3 separate regions of the Sus scrofa genome follow, and regions 2 and 3 are each linked to region 1. Evidence: chromatin contacts called from public HiChIP or PLAC-seq data. All regions are on one chromosome and are shown on one strand. Each heading gives the region's core, a stretch centred on a gene start, on an enhancer-like site or on the middle of the called end of the contact. The rest is flanking DNA. Distances are from core to core; before and after follow the strand shown.

Region 1 (3,996 bases), core at 426-2,925:
GTATTTTCACTGCCCCAAAAGGACTCTGTACTTTGCCTATTCTGTCTTTCCCACATTTCAAGCCCTGTCAACCATTGGCCTTTTTACTATCTTCCTGGATAAAACACATATTCTTACACATACGTTCTTGTATACATGTATCTTTGACCAGGATTAGAAGTTCATTCTGAGTACTGGTTTATGATCACCAAGTTCCTTTGTCCTGGAAATTTCATTGAGAAAAGTTAAGAGAACATGTGTCTGATAAGTAGTATTCTTGTTTCTTTCTTTGACTGATCAAGATGCTTGAGATGCTGAAATGTCATGAGACATGCTGGTTAAAGCCCCCCTCCTTGTGGTTTTTAACACAATTTGAAAATTTTCTCTTTATAAACGTTGTAACCTGAATTTATAAAGAATTGAAGAGAAAAGATGCTGAATGCCATCTCTGACAAATCAGATGATTTTTTAGAATATGGAATTTTTGGAGTTCCAGTGTCGCTCAGTGGGTTACGTTACATAGTGTTTGTGAGGATGCGGGTTTGATCCCTGGCCTCTCTCAGTGGGTGAAAGATCCAGTGTTGCCTCAAGCTGTGGTGTAGGGCACAGATGTGGCTTGGATCCGGTGTTCCCATGGCAGTGGTGTGGACTGGCAGCTGCAGCTCAATTCAGCCCTTGGACTGGGAATTTCCATATGCCGCAAGTGTGGCCCTAAAAAGGGGGAAAAAAAAAGAATATAGGATTTTTGCATCTCTTGTCCCTGGAGAGAGGGGAACATTTCATCTTGCTTTGAAATACTTCTACAAAAAAAAAAAAAAAAAAGGAGTTCCCGTCGTGGTGCAGTGGTTAACGAATCTGACTAGGAACCATGAGGTTGCGGGTTCGGTCCCTGCCCTTGCTCAGTGGGTTAACGATCTGGTGTTGCCGTGAGCTGGGGTGTAGGTCGCAGACGAGGCTCGGATCCCTCGTTGCTGTGGCTCTGGCGTAGGCCGGAGGCTACAGTTCCGATTGGACCCCTAGCCTGGGAACCTCCATATGCCGAGGGAGCGGCCCAGATATAGCAAAAAAAAAGACCAAAAAAAAAAATAAATAAAAAAAATAAAATAAAATACTTCTCATTTGTTGGCAGAAATCATGTTTTCTGTTGAATACGAAGAAAACCTTCATAGCAGGTCTTTGCTTACTTTAGTTGAGAACATTGCATCTCAATATACTTTTGATATGATACTTAAAATATTTTTAAAAAGTTAGGCATTATATCTGACTTCAAGGACCACAGCATTTTATTTCCCAGAGACTTTACCCTAAGGCATTATTCATAGTGTGGAAGGATTGGAAGATACATTCTTCAGAGGTGACTGTTTCGTTGCAACTAGAATGGCAACTACAGCAAGGCAATCTAGGGAGCATGTGGACTCTGGATCCAGACAGCCTGGCTTGATTCCTGGTTTTGCTTCTTGCTAGCTGTGGGTTTCCGTTTTCACAAATATAAAGGATGAATAATAACTGATGAGGATTTAATGAGTCTGTAAAGAAAGCACTTAGAACCATGGCTAGCACACATAGAAGAATTATGCTAGTTTTCGTTTAGGAAAAGAAAAAATCTGGAATTTTGTCTTTGCCACATCGGAGATGCTAATATCAAGTGGCAGTTTGCAACATATCACTAGCTAAAGTTAAAAGAAAAATGATCCTCGGGATTTATTCCCTCTTGTGAAACATCTTCTAAGTGCTTCCATGCAGCTGGAGCTAAAGTCAGAGGACAAGATGGTGAGGAAAATATAGCAGAGTATGACTGCCATTGCTTAAAGCTCCGGACAAGGGTCTTGCTAGATGGTAATTTGTTTATATTATTTCCAACTGGAGATAAAGACCCTAGTTGCTACCCTTCAGTGGGAGATGGGCTATTAGTCAGAGTTTGGGTTGCCAAGCAGTTGTAATTTGATAATGTGAAAGGCTTACCCCAGGAGATGGAAAAGTCATGGTTTTCCCTATGTCATTTAGGCTCTCACTACTGAGTCAGCCAGGTAGGGCCCGCTAGTCTATGTGACAACTAGCCCGGAAGCCCTTCTGACTCATGGGCTTTTTATTTAGAGGAGGCTCCTCTTCTTCCTCGCTGACGGTCCCATCCGAGGGTGTAGGGCTTGACAAGTGGAATACAAGCTGGATTTCAGCCCCTGCCGCCTCATCCACCCAGGATTTGGGGCAGTACACAAACTGCACCTTGCTGGTGGTGGCTCTGAAGGCAGATTTTTGAATGTTACTTCCTCTGCCTCAGTTTCAGAGATGTGCTGTTCATTTTGTTCAGTCTCAGTCTACTTAAATAGTTGGAGTTGGGGAAAAGATGGTTTAGTGGTTTTTGTCATTGAATCCATTGGGCAATGGCGAATTAATACTTAAGATAATCCACAAGCATCTTGCTGACAGTCCAAGACTGTTTTCTAGCAGAGGTTTTATTAAGGCACTTAATTTAGGGTTAAGGTCCTCCCGGACCTTATACTCATCTAAAAATGAGGAGAACGGCACCAGAATATTAAGCCCTTTTAGCCATAAATTGTATTTCTGCAATGCCATTGGTTCTTTTTATCTACATGCACTTACAATTTACTATGGTGTGTTTTATTCAGTTTCCAATGATTTACAAGCTGAAAGACCGAGTACTTGGAAAAGGCCCTGGCTAAAAACCAGTCAGTCTATTGACATAAAATCCTGTCAGGAGCGGCCTCACAAGATTTGTGGGTTTTGGCCTTTCTTGTTTCTCATCCACTATTTCTTTTCAGTATTATTCTCAGTTAAATTTTTCATTGGACATGCAATAGATTAAAATCCCATTAAAGTCTGGACTTCAACCAAACATAGCAGAAAGTCTTGACTCTTTGACGTTACCTCTGCAGATTCTTCTCTTACAGTTTTGGTAGTCCTGAATTTTGGAAGATGTGGTGGATCAGGTAATATTCTACTGTCCCCCACAAAGAGAGTGCCAGCTGGGAAAGGGCACTTCAAACTTTTATAGTTTCAGATATGTTTACTCTCATTCTAAGATAAACTTGAAATAACTTCTGCTAGGTTCTATTCGTATTCCTTTTTCATTTAGAAACTTATTATTTCCACTTCCATCTCCTGCCCTAGGTTTTTTTCCATTCTGAAATGAGTAGGAACTCTGCTTTTTTACTCACTCTTGGTATAAGCATAACTCCAGGCACAGTTGTTTCTATTATCAAACGTCTGTCTAATAATAAGTAGCATGCACTCATCACATTACAGTTTCTCAAGTACTTTTCAAATGCATTATCGCATTTAATCAACCTGAACTTTCGAGATGGCTTCTAGGATTTTCTCCATTTTTACAAACTGGAAAACTGAAGCGCCGGGTATCATGTTACCCAAAGTGTATAGGAAGAGAACCAGTCTCCTTACTTTTTATTGATTAAAAAAAAGAAATTTGTTCTCGTATTTTCCGTGGGATTAACTAGTACTACAATTTGAAAACATCCTTCCCTTGCTTAATTATGTGTAGCATAGTTCATGTGCTGGACAATATCTACATTTGTCGTTAGCCAGTGAATTTGTCCCAGTTTATTTAGAGACTCTTTGGAATGATTTAAATTCTTGGGGTTTTCAACTCAGGCTGGACAAAAGGACAATAAACAAGTCTTGGGCAACATTTGTAGTAGTTCGTGTCTCTATATCCTTTCAAAACAATCAGCCAGAGAACCTTGAATTTCTGTTTTGTTTTGCTTATCATATTACCCAACTAATTTGACATTTTCACTTTTTCTAACTTTTTTCAGGGTGTGTTGACACTTAGATTAATTCTGAGCTGCTTTTAAGGATAGCCAGCAACTAGCATATTATAGGCATTTAGTAATACATTTCAAATAAATAACTGAATTGTTTGTCACATACTTATTAACAGATTTTAAAATAAGTATCCTTAAATGCAAACAGTCCCATTATTGTTTTCAACTGGAAGGTTTTGATACAGTCTAAAGTGGTGTAGGAGGGAGCAAGGACTTT
Region 2 (4,206 bases), core at 477-2,976, 130 kb after region 1:
AGAAGTAGAGATTGTTCTGGGAGGAAGGTGTGTAAGGTGAGCGGGGAGCGAGAAATACAGCCCTAGGCCTTGAAGGGGGTGTGCTGAGGAGCTGGGATTGCATCCAGGAGGTAATGCGTGGAGCCCTTGAAAGATCTTAATTAGTGGAGTGTCATGAGTACGGTTCTCTTATAGAATATTCACACCACTGGGAAATGCACAGAAGGGTTGGCATAGGAAGAGAATGGGTGTACAAAGTTAGAAGGTTATAATGGTAGAAAAGATGTTATTACAGCAGGGATGGGGAGGAAGAAGTGGAATCTCCACTTCAACTATATTTAGAAGATAGAATTTATTGGACATAAGGTCAGGGTGGCTAAGAGAAAAATGGGACCTGTCATATTTGAGCAACTGCATACATGGTGGTTTCATTAATAATATCAGCTACTATGTTTTGAGTGCTTATTATGTACCTGGCATATTGCTAAGTGCTTCCCATCATGGCTCAGTGGTTAACGAATCCGACTAGGAACCATGATGTTGTGGGTTCGATCCCTGGCCTTGCTCAGTGGGTTAAGGATCCCGCTGTGGTGTAGGTTGCAGACACGGCTCGGATCCCGCATTGCTGTGGCTCCTGCATAGACCGGCAGCTACAGCTCTGATTAGACCCCTAGCCTGGGAACCTCCATGTGCCCTGGGAGAGGCCCTAGAAAAGGCAAAAAGACAAAAAAATATATATATATATTGGCTAAGTGCTTTGCATGCATTATTCCATTTCATTCTCATTCTAATCTGCATAGCGGTTGTTAGATCCATTCCGTGGATGCAGAAGGTGAAGCTTAGAGCAATTAAAGCTTGCTCAATATGTCATGTGGACTAAGTGGTGGAATTGGGATTTGAACCCAGGGATCTGGCCATGGGTTTCCAAGCCCATGCCATCAGTCCCTGTGGCAAGCACAGATACTTCCTGTGCTGAGGAACTATGGGAAGAGAAGGTTTGGAGAAGGAAGGGAGGAGATGCTGATCGTGTGGCGCAAGCATGTTGCCATGTCAAGCCAACCCCTCAGGTTCTAGGCTGAGTTTTTCTTGCTCGGAAGCAACATTGCTCTTCTCTGGAGGTGTTAGCTGGTGGGGATAGAAGGAGCCAGGAAGGTGGCCCTTACAAGCATCCTGCTGTCATCATGGTTCTCGCCTGCCTCCCCCAGTGTAGCTAAGGAGTAGCATCCTTCAGGTCAGTGTTCCCAGAGTGAGGGGGCCTAGTGTCTGAAACCACAGGCAAGAAAACTAAGGATCCAAGGAGATAGACCCAGCTTACATCTCATGGTTAAGGACATTGCTCCTGCAGATTTCCTTTATTTTATTTTATTTTTCTTGGCTGTGCCTGTGGCATGCAGAAGTTCCTGGGCCAGAGATCAAACCCAAGCTACAGCAGTGACAACATGGAATCCTTAACCCTTAGGCCAACAGGAAACTCCTGTTGAAATGCTGAACTCACAGCAAATAAATAGACTTCTGTAGCAACCAATAAATAAATATTGGTGGAAGTAATGCCAGTAATGTACAAATGATGAGTTGTTAGTACGTTCTCCTGGCAGTCACCACCTGAGCCAACTCCAGAATGTGTGTGAATCCTTGAGAAAGGCAGCCATGATTTCAGAGGCTCCAGGAGAACCTGGGCCCTATCCCTGCCCTTTCAAAACACAGCTCTTTATTCCAAAGAGGAGGCCACTTAAAGCCCCATTAGTCATTCTCTCTAAAGAAGAATTGGTCTCTTGGGTCTGTCTTGGGAACACATTTTGAGGGGAGGGCAGGAGAGAATGCAGTGCCTGTCACCAGAGAAGGGAAGCAAGCCTGGCTTGGGAAGGCAGGAAAATATAAACTAATTAGGGTTAACCCTTACACTATTTTTTTATGCATTTCAGCACAAGTCGCTCAATAAATTATAGGCAAATAGAATTTTTTTTCATGAATTTGGTCATTTTCTTTTCTTTCTTTCTTTCTTTTTTTTTTTTTTTTTGCCACAACTTAGGCCAGCTAGAGAAAGAGAAACAAAACTCTATCTGGAGTCATGCCTTCTCAGTGTCCCTCTAAGGTCATCGTTGCTCCTTTGGGAGGGTTATTTATAAATCGACCGATGTGATTCCAGCATCTTTGAATGTAGACTGCTGGGAAGTGGACATGTTATTCTTATGCTCTCTCACCTTTTTGGCATGGGCTTGTGTGTGTGGAGAGGTGTTGGGTAGGATGTGGAATGGAAGCGTGTCAAGAATGATACAGCATTGCCCAGGAAGATTGATCAGTGGATTGTTGAATAGCCGTGGTCTACTTGGAAGTAAAAGTAACTCCAGAGTAGGACATCTTATTATTATGCATATTGTAATTATTGTCTGGGGGCATGAATCAACAAGCATGTGTGCAGTGTCCATCTGGAGACGGACTTCCCCACTCCTTGCCCCCAGGCACCCCCAGGAGAAGTCTTGTTCTCTTCCCTTGCCAGGGTGCCAGGGTTTTCTGCTTCAAGAGCAATTGAGGGGTTCTCCCACTTCAATGCTTTACTAAGTACCTTCCTTCATCTGCACACCCACAGGCCACTCATCTCCAATATGAGGGGATAGCAGGGGTAGATCTTTTGTTGGTATTTCCAGGATCTGGGACGTAGGGAATGGGCCAATCAGACAGATTATCAGCATCAGGCCACATGTGTCTCTCCTCCCTCTCATTCGATCCTTTTTAAGTAGGGAAAGAACTTATTTAAAAATCTAGTAAATAGGATACAAGTTAGACCTCCAACAACAATATCTAGAAAAAGAGTCGTAAATCAATATTTCTGTTTGAAGGTTTCGGAGAGGTAATATAGCTCATTTTCTCAAGAGTTCTAGTTTTTAAACTAGGCAGCAGTAATGAAGGAGAAAACAATTACAACCACAACAGCAGTATTAAAGCTTAAGTAACTTTCCACTGCTCTTGTTGATGCTATTATCATCAGTCCAGCTTTCCCTTTCTTCAAAGGCCTGTACAAACGGCTGGCAATTCTCAATCATCAAATCAAAGTCCTTTGTTGGAATTGTTTCTTTGGTGTCATGCAAGATATGCTGTTAAGTAATTTGATCAGTCCAGTCATTTCCATAATTAGAACAAGAGCACATATTCCTGAACTGGGTGCTCATACCAGCGTCTGAAGTCACACAAAAGCAGACTCACAAAGCCCTTGTGTTAGGTGGACCTAAAATAGCAGCAATTAAAAAAATAAACTTATTTATTTATTTATTTATTTATTTATCTGGTTATTTATTTACAAATCTCTGGCAGTTTTTCCACACCCCAGAGCTAGACATTTACAGCTCTACTCTGTGTTTGATCTATCTGCTGGTGACTAACTAATGAATACAAGACAGAGCAGTTCACTTTATCCCCCCCTTTTTGAAACACTTTTTATTAAAGTATAGTTTATTTACAATGTTGTACCAATTTATGCTGTACAGAAAAGTGACCCAGTCTTACATATATATATATATGTATGTCGCAAGAGACATACACATGGTCAATCTCAAGAGACTGGATAGAGTTTCCCTGTGCTGTACAGTAGGACCTCATTGCTTATCTGTTCTAAATGGAATAGTTTGCACCTACCAAACCCAAACTCCCAGTCCATCCCCCCACCCCCTTGCCAACCACAAGTCTGTTCTCTACATCTGTGAGTCTGCTTCTGTTCTGTAGATAATTTCATTTGTGCCACATTTTAGATCCCACAAGTAAGTGATATAATATGGGATTTGTCTTTCTCTTTCTGACTTCACTTAGTATGAGAATCTCTAGTTGCCTCCATGTTGCTGCGAATGGCGTTCTTTAAGTCTTTTTTATGGCTGAGTAGTATTCCACTGTGTGTGTGTACCACATCTTCTTAGTCCATTCATGTGTTGATAAACATTTCAGTTGTTTCCATATCTTGGCTATTGGGATTAGTGCTGCACTGAACACATTTCACTGTAAATACATTATTTCTCTGTTCACTGGGTGTATTGTGGATACCAACTCACATGGGACTTATTCTAAACCTTCGTGGGGTCCTCAAACACTTAAATGCCTTGAGGATTCCCTTTTCATATCATTTACATACCTGTAGAGATTTATGCATATGATCACTGTGGTGTAACATGGCATAAACGTCTTATGGGATCCCTGAGATTGTAGGTACTCCAATCACCAACTATTTAGCTTGACCCCTCC
Region 3 (3,751 bases), core at 858-3,357, 180 kb after region 1:
ACAAACTCTACAATAAGCCAACAACTCTATAAAAATAAATAAATGAATTGAATAGACCCTTTATAAAAGAAGATATTGTAATGTCTAATAATACATGAAAGGATGTTTAACATCATTGGTCATTAGGGAAATTCAAATGAATACTTATATACATGTACCAGAATGGTCAAAATGGAAATGACTGGAAATTTTGGCTAAATATTTGCAAAGATGAGAAGACACTGGGACAGAACATTGCTGGTGGAAATGTGAAATAGTATAACCATTTTGGAAGACGGTCAGTTTCTTAAATAGTTAAACATACACATAGTGTGTGGTAGAGTCATCCCACTGCGGTGACTCAAGAAAAATAAAAACAGATAAGGAGTTCCCGTTGTGGCTCAGAGGGCTAAGAACCCGACATACTGTCTGTGAGGATGTGGGTTTGATCCCTGGCCTCATTCAGTGCGTTAAGGATCCAATGGTGCCATGGCTCTGATGTAGGCTGTAGCTGCAGCTCTGATTTGACCCCTAACCCGGACACTTCCATATGCTACAGGTGTGGTTATAAAAAGAAAGGAAAAAGAAAAGAAAAGAAAAGAGGAGTTCCTGTCATGTCTCAGTGGAAACCAATCTGACTAGTATCCATGAGGATGCCTGTTTGATCCCTGGCCTCACTCAGTAGGTTAAGGATCTGGCATTGCCGTGAGCTGAGGTGTAGGTTGCAGATGTGGCTCGGATCTGGTGTTGCGGTTGCTGTGGCATAGGCCAGAGGCTGCAGCTCCAACTCGACCCCTAGCCTGGGAACGTCCATATGCCATAGGCCAGAAGGAAGGAAAGGAAAGGAAAGGAAAACCAAAAAACAGGTGAGAAGATGAGAACATAAAGGCTGGCACACCTATGTTCACAGCACCTTCATTCACAATAGCTGTAAGACCTGGAAATGACCCAAATGTCCCTCAACATGTCATGGAGAAACAGATCCATACAAGGGAATGCTATTCAACAATCCAAAGGAACAAACTACATGAAATACACAGAACAACATGGATGACTCTCAGAATCACATGCCAAGGAAAAGAATTCAGACACGGTATGAATTACATCACATTCTAGGAAATGGAAACTAATAATAGTGACCAGAGCTGATCAGTTTTTGCCTTGGGCTGTGGGTATAGGGAAGACCAGTGTACAAAGCACGAGGAACCTTCTGGGGCAAGTGGAAATGTTCTGTATTTCGATTATTGGGGGTTCTTAAGAGTGTATACATCTGCCCATCATTGATTTTTATAACTTAAATAAGTCTCTGAATATGAATTATATCTCAATAAAACTGACTTAAAAGACAGGGTTTGGAAGGACCAAAAATCAATAATTTTGCATCTGTAAAGCTGTCGAGTATCACTTGTATGAGTACATTCACCACTTGCATAACTTGTGTCTTGGCAAAGCATTAATTATCTGATTTTCAGTCTCCTTGTCTGTGAAATGTGTGTTTGGTGGAGTTGTGAGCAGATGGAGAGGGAGGGAGGGTTTACCCTGTTGGATTAAGTGATCTCTGAGGCTCCCTCCAGTTGTTGTGTAATTCTGTCTCCTTACAATGTGGACAAGAGCCCACGCCTTGGAATTCAGCAGATCTGGATGCGGTTCTGGCCCTGCTATTTCTAGCAGTGTGACCATGGGCTAGTTACTAAGTCTCAGTTTCCTCAGAGGTAAAATAAGGATAATATTACTTACACTGAAATGAGTTGACATATAAAACACCCAGCACACAAAAAAGAAGGTACAGAGAAGGTGTTTGATCAATATTCATTTTTCTCCCTTCCCCTTCCAGAGAGGTCTTAAATCAAGTTTGAAATTATGGATCCTAGGAAATTAGGACAATTTTCAAAAGCATTAAGATGTCAGTAAAGCTGTATCTTTTAACTATGCAAGTATAATGGCAAACTGATGAATAAAAATACACCTGAGGAGAAAAGTAAATAAGGGTTAAATCTTTATTTCAAATCAGTACTTCAAATTCCAAAGAGACACAAGTCACTTCTTCAAAATAGGAAAATGCAGGAGTTCCCATTGCAGCTCAGCGGTAATGAACCTGACTAATATCTATGAGGATGTGGGTTGGATCCCCGTCCCTGCTGAGTGAGTTAATGATCCAGTGTTGTGGTGAACTGCAATGTAGGTCTCAAATGTGGCTCAGATCCTGCATTGCCGAGGCTGTGGCATAGGCCAGCAGCTGCTGTTCTGATTGATTTGGCCTCCAACCTGGGAACCTCCATATGTTTTGGGTGCAGCCCTAAAAAAATAGAAAAAGCATTGTAGGATACAATATATCACCACATTATTAACAAGCCTTATTTCCAAAGTGGAAGTAGTGAGCTAATTGACAATTAGGACAAAACAATACCAGAAAAGCTAAAGCATATACTCATTGCTAGGCTCCGAATAAAACAAACACACGATGACTCTGTTATACTGCACTCCATTTTGTCTCCACTGCTGTTTTCAGTTTTCTTGCCAAATTGGTGAATATTACCCATGCCTTTCCTAGTCTAAAATTAGTATGAGCTGTGTAATATTTGTGTTGGAAAAGCAAGTATTAGATACTGGGTAGAGAGTAAGAAATGCAAGAAAAAGTAATATTAAAAACAAAGTGGGAGTTCCTGTCCTGGTTCATCAGTTTATGAATCCGACTAGTATCCATGAGGACACGGGTTCCATCCCTGGCCTTGCTCAGTGGGTTAAGGGTCAGACATTGCTGTGAGCTATGGTGTAGGCTGCAGACTCGGCTTGGATCCCGAGTTGCTGTGGCTGTACATTAGGCCGGTGGCTACAGCTCCAATTTGACCCCTAGCCTGGGAACCTTCGTATGCCTCAGGTGCGACCCTTAAAAGACAAAAAGACCAAAAAAAAAAAAAAAAAAGTGATTATCTCCTGATTTAAAAAAGGGGGGGTCAAAAAAAAGTAGGTAATTTGCTTGTAGGTATTTAAATTCTTGTAACGGTTTTTAGTACAGTTTCTCAACTCTTTCACTCAAGAATTCCAAATGTTAATTAGGAATGTTGGTTTTTTTTCATCTCATCCATCAGAGCATGCCGCTAGGAGTTTGTTTTTGCTAGTTGGTGCAATAGCTTATTGTCAGTTATATTAGGACTCATTTAAACCAACTAAATTGGAGTAAATGTTCCTTAAAATCAAATTAAGCTTTCAGCAAATAATTCAACTCATCAAGTAGCTATTGAATGCCTGCTTTATGCGGTTGTGGTTGACGTGATGTCTCCCTGTTTCTGCTTCTCTACCACTTCTTTCTCATGTCATTTCCTCTTGTTCCACCTTTCTTTTTTAGATTATATGCTCCCTGTTGGAGAGCAGGGTGGGACTTATTTTGCCAAGTGGACACCTGCACTTGTGAATGCGCTATACACAAGAGGCATTCAATGCGCAGTGCCAGAAAACCGGAAGTCCAGTTTCCTTCCCTAGAGAACATTGACGTATATCATCATGTCTCATGTCTTCTTATACCTCTTACGGCTTTCTGTGTAGACCAGTGAGAGATGTTGGAAATGAATGCAGGTGGAGGTTAGGACCCTGGCCATGGCACTCAAACAGTTAATAAATGCTTGTCACCCATGCTTTCCATGCTTAGAAGCTTCTCTGCTGGGAAGCACAACCACAGTGGAGGGTGCCAAAGAGCTAGGGGCTCTGGTAGATTTCAGAGAGCTGCTTCTCCGACTTTAGAAGTAGAAAAAAAATTCATTTTCCACTAGACCGC

Evidence for each region. HiChIP or PLAC-seq counts read pairs in DNA pulled down with a chosen protein or histone mark.
Region 2: a contact with region 1 is called in an H3K27ac HiChIP or PLAC-seq map of skeletal muscle. The contact joins two enhancer-like sites. A contact is called at or near these places in 3 of 47 Hi-C or Micro-C datasets (embryonic fibroblasts and skeletal muscle) and 2 of 2 datasets of contacts at active chromatin or transcription factors (alveolar macrophages and skeletal muscle).
Region 3: an H3K27ac HiChIP or PLAC-seq map of skeletal muscle shows a contact between it and region 1. The contact joins two enhancer-like sites. A contact is called at or near these places in 1 of 47 Hi-C or Micro-C datasets (embryonic fibroblasts) and 1 of 2 datasets of contacts at active chromatin or transcription factors (skeletal muscle).

What each region holds. Positions count from the first base shown.
Region 1 is chr5:77,144,971-77,148,966 of Sscrofa11.1, forward strand. No RefSeq gene overlaps it. Among named protein-coding and RNA genes, the nearest start is that of SLC38A2, 21 kb to the left of the region's middle. Within about 2 kb of position 1,676, at least 8 of the 83 cell types and tissues checked have an H3K27ac peak or open chromatin away from gene starts, as enhancers often do. A contact at or near this core is called in skeletal muscle, where this site is marked.
Region 2 is chr5:77,277,090-77,281,295 of Sscrofa11.1, forward strand. The region is part of intron 5 of LOC106510390 (a long non-coding RNA gene); the gene reads left to right. Among named protein-coding and RNA genes, the nearest start is that of SLC38A2, 150 kb to the left of the region's middle. Within about 2 kb of position 1,727, at least 8 of the 83 cell types and tissues checked have an H3K27ac peak or open chromatin away from gene starts, as enhancers often do. A contact at or near this core is called in skeletal muscle, where this site is marked.
Region 3 is chr5:77,327,079-77,330,829 of Sscrofa11.1, forward strand. The region is part of intron 5 of LOC106510390 (a long non-coding RNA gene); the gene reads left to right. Among named protein-coding and RNA genes, the nearest start is that of SLC38A4, 160 kb to the right of the region's middle. Within about 2 kb of position 2,108, at least 8 of the 83 cell types and tissues checked have an H3K27ac peak or open chromatin away from gene starts, as enhancers often do. A contact at or near this core is called in skeletal muscle, where this site is marked.